2 separate regions of the Callithrix jacchus genome follow, and region 2 is linked to region 1. The links are chromatin contacts, called in public Hi-C maps. All regions are on one chromosome and are shown on one strand. Each heading gives the region's core, a stretch centred on a gene start, on an enhancer-like site or on the middle of the called end of the contact. The rest is flanking DNA. Distances are from core to core; before and after follow the strand shown. Region 1 holds the start of RPL31 (ribosomal protein L31). Region 2 holds the start of TBC1D8 (TBC1 domain family member 8).

Region 1 (3,004 bases), core at 102-2,601:
CTACCGAGAATATTTTCTTTTTTCTTTTTCTTTTGAGATGGAGTCTCACTCCTTGCCAGGCTGGAATGCGGTGGCTCGATTTCGGCTCACTGCAACCTCCGTTTCTCGGGTTCAAGTGATTTCCCTGCCACAGCCTCCCGAGTAGCTGGGACTACACGCACGCACCACCACGCCTGGCTAATTTTTTGTATTTTAGTAGAGACGGTGTTTCGTCATGTTGGCCAGGCTGGTCTCGAACTCCTGACCTCGTGATCCACCCACTTCGGCCTCCCAAAGTGCTGGGATTATAGGTGTGACCCACCACGCCCAGCCTAGAATATTTTCAGGTCTTTCCACACTGCTCTAATGATTTTTAACTAGTTTCTTATAGCCTCTGCTTTCCATACCTCTTAAATGTCGCATTTCCTCTGGTTTTCTCTTTCCAACTCCTCTTAATTTTACCTCCTGGTATCTATAAAATTAGTCCACTCATTTCCAATCCCGCTTCAACTGCCTTAGTTTGGACCCTCATCATTTGTATTTTGTAAATAGCTTATTTCTAGTGGTCTTGTAGCCACCAACTACTCCCAAGCGATACTTTGGGCAGATAAATTTATTCTAAAACATCTGATCATGGCGCTGCCCTCCTGAAAACCTTTCAATTACTCCTTATTACCAGTAATAGTTAAATCTTTAACGAGTAGGTCCCCACAGGCTCTCTCACCCCTCAACCAAGAGTCTGGGAAGCCACACTGCTCCAGTCCTTCCACGTGCAGCAGCCTCTATCACTCCTCAGTTAGTAATATCTCCTGCCAGTGCTTCCAGACCGCGCACAAGTCTCCCCTCCTTTCTGCACCCGACCCACCCTCGTGCACCGGGACGACGCGAGAGTCCTGTGGCGCCACGGCCCAGGACAGCAATCACTGGCAATGCTGTGCTGGCCCTCCCAAGACCTCCAGCGCCGGGCTGTGTCTTAGTGACCCTGGGACCGCCAGCCAGGCACCGCGCCCGACGCAGGCTCAGTCAGTGTTGGTAGGATGCATGAATGAATGGGGAAAAAACAAAAAACGAATGTCTCTCTCCCTGGCCCTGCTCCCATCCAGCGTAGGCCTAGGTTTTGGTTTTATCCGAAGACTTAGACAAGGGACGCAAGTTCCTTCGCGGAGCCGGAGGGAATCTCTCAGCGAGAAGCTGCAAAAGAGCTTGCGGCCCAAACGCGCGTACCGGCGCCGACCCCGCTCGCTGTCCCCATTTCGGCGTGCGCAGCTTACGTCACAGTCTCGTCTCTCCCCTTCCATAGCCACACCCCCTTGCCAGGCGACCCGGAAGTTGTACTTGCAAGTGCGGCTTTCCTTCTCCCACAATTCCTCGCGCTCTTTCTTTCCGCCTCGGACCGGACAGAGTGAGTATGTGTGGCGGAGTCTGGGCTCCTGGAATCCAGCCCCATCCTCCTTTAGGATTGTACTAACTGGGACCGCGAAATCTCTCCCGAGCCAGCCCGGGGCTCCGGTTGTGGAAAGATGGGAATACACGCTGATTTTTAAGGGTTCCCGGAGCCTGAGGAGGAAAGTGACCAGGCTTAGGGGAGCCGGGGCGGCAGGGATTTCCGGGTCGGAGGCATCTGAGAGCGCGTGCGTGGGCCACTGGGTGACCCGACTTAGCCTGGCCAGACCTCAGCACCTGAAAGCGGCGCGAGAGTGACAGCGTGAGGTTGGGAGGGAGGACTTGGCTTGAGCTTGTCTAACTTTGCTCTGAGCCTCCTTGTCGCCTGCATTTAGATGGCTCCCGCAAAGAAGGGTGGCGAGAAGAAAAAGGGCCGTTCTGCCATCAACGAGGTGGTGACCCGAGAATACACCATCAACATTCACAAGCGCATCCATGGAGTGTGAGTATCCCCGTACCCGCCCTGGAGGGCAAACTCGCGTCTGGTTGTCACTCACAGAGATGTGCCGAATCGTCTCCACTCCAGTCTTTTCCTCTTGTGTCCTTCTCTGTTTCATTCATTGGCAAGTGAACAAATCCTGTGGACTCTACCTTCCAGATACATTCACAGTCTGACCAGTTGCATTGGTCTTTCTGAGCGCCCCCATTCTTTCTTACCTGAATGCCTGCAGTTGTTCGTGCTCCTGTTCCCTTCCCTACCCCCCAAACATGTAATGTCTATTTTCAGATCCTCCATCGGCCTTCTGTCTTAGGTTAGAAATCAAGAGTTCTTGCTGTGATCCCACATTGGCTGACCCACTTAATCATACTGGGCATGCTTCTGTTTCAAAGTAGCTGCTTTGTTGAATTTTTACTTTTTTTCCCCATTCCTGAATGCTTTTTCACAGATAATTAAATGCTTCGTCGCCGTAAAACCTTGAGTCCAGTGTCAACCTTGGCCCTCTTTTTTTGATACAGAGTTTTGCTCTATCTCCAGGCTGGAGTGTAGTGGTCCGGTCTCCGCTTCCGTTCCTCAGCCTCCGCTTAGAGTGGCTGGGATTACAGGTGCCCGCCATCACACCTGGCCCACCTTGGTCGTCGTATAGAAACTTCCCTTCCCTAATGTTTTCTCTCTTCTTTCCCTGGTTTGTCTTTCTCCGTAGTATTAGATACCATCTGATGGACTCAATAGGTTGCTTACATAAGCTCCAGAGCTTATGTAATCAACCTGTGGATTTATGGATTGCCAGCTGCTGTTATTTCTAGTACGCTTTACTTCTGTGTTGAAGTATTTAAGTGAAATGAGCTTGCTTGATGGGTTCTGGAAATGGCATCATATACTACTGGAGAGGATAGGGCAAAGGAAGTAGTTTACAGTCTTGGAGAGGTGGGACACCTCTGTAGGCTGTTTGATCTCTGCCTCACTTGAAATGGCCTTATCCAAATAGTTGGTCTTTTTAGCCTGTGGAGTTCTGCATTTCTGCATATCTTATTTAACTGAAAGCATAAAATTTAAAGGTATCTGTGTAACCTCATCGTGAACAAAGGGTTATTAGTACTTAACTCGGAGTTCTGAGCAGACATAAGTTAATGAATGCACATG
Region 2 (3,078 bases), core at 564-3,063, 140 kb after region 1:
ATGAAACATTTATAGACCAGGAACCCAGTTAAATGCACCATAAATAAAGATACACTGCCCTCAAAGAGAGGGAGAGAGACAAATTCCTCTTCTGCCTTTTCGCCTCCAATGCCTTTCCCAGGACACCACCCACCTCCATTCCCCGAGAGCCTGGGCACTAAGCACCACAGTGCGTCCCAGGGCCCAACAAGGTCACTGCGGCCCCCTGCCTCCTGCACAAATCCCTCCCACAAAGCTCAAAACAGCTTCTGGAGCAGGCCCACGCGCTGCCCAAGTTGTCCCTGCCACTCATCAGGACCACTGGTTACCAAAGCACCCTACCTATCCGCCTCCATCCATAATCCTAACTACCCTCTGCCCCTTCCATGGGAAACCCTAAGCTGCCCTCGGCTCCCTCCGTGCAGCATCCTGCCAACTCCCACCCACTCACTGGGTCTCAGTGTAAGTCTGCCCTCCCCTAACAAACCCAATCACCAGCTTCCTCAGAAGCTAAAGTCTAGCAAAGGCCATTCCCTTCACACTTGGTTCTGTGGTTTCAGGGCGTGTTGGTACAACTCCTACCAGACTCAACCTCAGAGGAGCCTTCCCTAGATGGTCTGAGAGCACAAAGAGCCGCCAACAACTTACCAGGGGACCTAACGTAGGTCCTTTGACCTCTCTGGCCTCTGTCTTCTCCTCAGTAGAAAAGAAATAAGACAGGAGATCTAAGGTCTTTTTTATTCAGATTCCAAAATTTTAAAGAAAAATCATACAGGTCCTTTTGATACAAATGAAAAAGTCTAACTGTTCCTTCACTGACCTTTTAAACAGGTGTCCCAGCTACTGCAAGCTGGCTTCAATTTCAAAGAGCTTTCTATCATAACTTTTAGGAAAAAAAAAAAAATGCTGTCTTTTCATCAACTTCACACGCCTTTGTTTTTATTTTCCTACCATTCCCAGTAAAACACTGAAAGAGAGGAAAAAACTGACTTGTTCAATTTTTTAAATAAGATCACGATCTTAGGATTCGCCCAGCCTCGGTTTCCCCTCTGGGCTCAGAGACGGTCCCCGCTCGCCGCCGCCTCCCGAGCTGCGCCCCTCGCACACCGCCGCGCGCCCCCAGCCGCGACACCACCTGGAGCCTCGGGCGCCTCCAGATGGCCGAGTCCCGGCCGGCCAGGCCACCCCGCTGTCACCTGGCCCCGCACAGCAGCCGCGTCGCTCCAGAGCGGCCCCGCCCCCTCCGGCCACCCTCCAGCCCGCGTTTCTACATCGATTCCCGAGCCGAATTCGGCCTCCAGTTCACTGGGAGAGGCGGCGAAGACGCCTGCCTCCCCCGGGAAAACGCACTAGCTCGGGAACCCCTCTGTCACTACCTCGACGGGAGCCCGCGGGAGAAACGCAGAAAAAAGGAAAACAAGCCCGCAGCAGGGATGCCTGGGCCCCGCGTCTCCCAAGAAATCGCCACTGGCGACGCAGCCCGGAATCCGGGACCGCGGGCCCGACGGGGAGCGAGGCCCCGGGCCCGGCCACCGCGCTCGCCCCGGCGCGCGGCTTACCGGTGAGGCGGCCGCCCCCCTCGCCGTGCCCGCGGCGCCGCTGCAGGATGAAGTAGCAGCTGCTCTTCTGGGTCACCCAGAGCTTCAGCGCGTTCTTCAGCAGCACCTCCTCGGGTTTGAGCCACATCGCGACGGTCCAGCCGCGCCCGCCGGTCCCGGCTCACATCTCCCCGACCGCCGGCAGCTGTGGGCCAAGCCCGCTTGAGAGGAGGCAGCGAGGGCGCGCGGGGACCGCAGCCCGGCCAGCGCCCAGAGCTCTGGAAGCCCGCGGAGCACAGCGGGTTTAGCTCGCACCCAGCGCAGCCCACACGTGACCCCGCCCCGTGCCCGCCCCCGGCCCCGCCCCCCGGCCGCCCCCACCCCGCGGCTGCGGCGGCGCCTCCCGGGTTTCCGCGTCCCAGCAGCTCCGGCGCACAGTTCCGGAGTGAAGGGAGGAAGTCCAATCCTGCGCCAGGCTCCTTCCCTCCCGCCCCGCCGCGCTCCCGGGGGGAACTCCGGAGAACCCGGGTCCCGGACCTCGACCTGAGACGTGGAGGAGGGACCGGGAAAAAGCACTCCTCTCACAGCTGCAAGTTGCCCCACCGAGGGCATCAATCGTGGGGTGGGGGTGGGGAGGTGGGCAAATGCACGCCAGAAAACCTCAGTGCGCTGGGTTTAAAACAGCAGCAGCGGCAATTGTAAATAACCAAAAAATAGCATAAGAATTAAAAACAATTATGTTCCAACGTTTTTAATACTTGGTGCATATTTCGGGTGCTCTCCCCGGGGATCCGACGGCGCTGTAGAGGCGTCAGCGATGTTTTGGGATCCTAAAGAAAGCATCAGACCAGATTCAGCTCTGGACGTCCCTCCAGGGGCCAGGAGGTACCGATATTAGGGCCATCGCGGTCGGTGCCCTGGCCAGAGATAAAACCTTTGTTCTGAGAGAAATTGGAAAGCTGGAAAATATGGAGTAGGCGATGTGAAGAGGTTAGGTTTTAAATGCGTAGTTCCTCAAGGATGTTGTGGAAGCAGACGCAGGGTAGCTGGCCTGGAGCAGGCTGGGGAACCTCCAACGATCTCCACAGGGAAGCAGTTACATTCAACACCCTACCAAGGAAAAGAAGAAAAGAACAACCCCATCAAAACATCCCTGGGGTTTTGACACAAGAATCCCTGACAAAAGCATGACTGATAACTAGGACAGAATTGAAAACTGGAAATAAAGTCAATCCCACCTCCCACCCCCCCACCCCACCCCCACACACACACACACCATCACCCCGACCTCCTAGGACGCCTGGGAACTAAGGGAAGCGCCCCCAGAAGTGAGCAGCTCAGAAACCCTGACCGGACCTGGCAGGCAAGAACCCTGTGGGTGGAGGACAGGAACGCCCACCCAGAGGCCAGGAGAGCATGGTCCAGGACTGGCAGCCACTAACAAATGGCCTCTGAATGAAACGGAGGAAGGAAGTCAGTGGTAATCGGGACCATTAGGGTGCACTAGGGCATATGAAACATTCAGGGACGGTAAGAAAACATTCCCTCCAGAATCGTTCAC

What was found. A called contact is a pair of places that touch in the nucleus more often than the background predicts.
Region 2: a contact with region 1 is called in a Hi-C map of skeletal muscle, with 6 times the contacts expected there. The contact joins the promoter of TBC1D8 here to the promoter of RPL31 in region 1. A contact is called at or near these places in 3 of 3 Hi-C or Micro-C datasets (induced pluripotent stem cells and skeletal muscle).

What each region holds. Positions count from the first base shown.
Region 1 is chr14:10,869,802-10,872,805 of calJac240_pri, forward strand. It overlaps RPL31 (ribosomal protein L31), which reads left to right and starts at 1,352. Exons shown (of 5, transcript XM_003734683.6): 1 at 1,352-1,381; 2 at 1,758-1,864. The coding sequence starts at 1,758.
Region 2 is chr14:11,008,653-11,011,730 of calJac240_pri, forward strand. It overlaps TBC1D8 (TBC1 domain family member 8), which reads right to left and starts at 1,814. Exons shown (of 19, transcript XM_035271762.3): 1 at 1,539-1,814. The coding sequence starts at 1,665.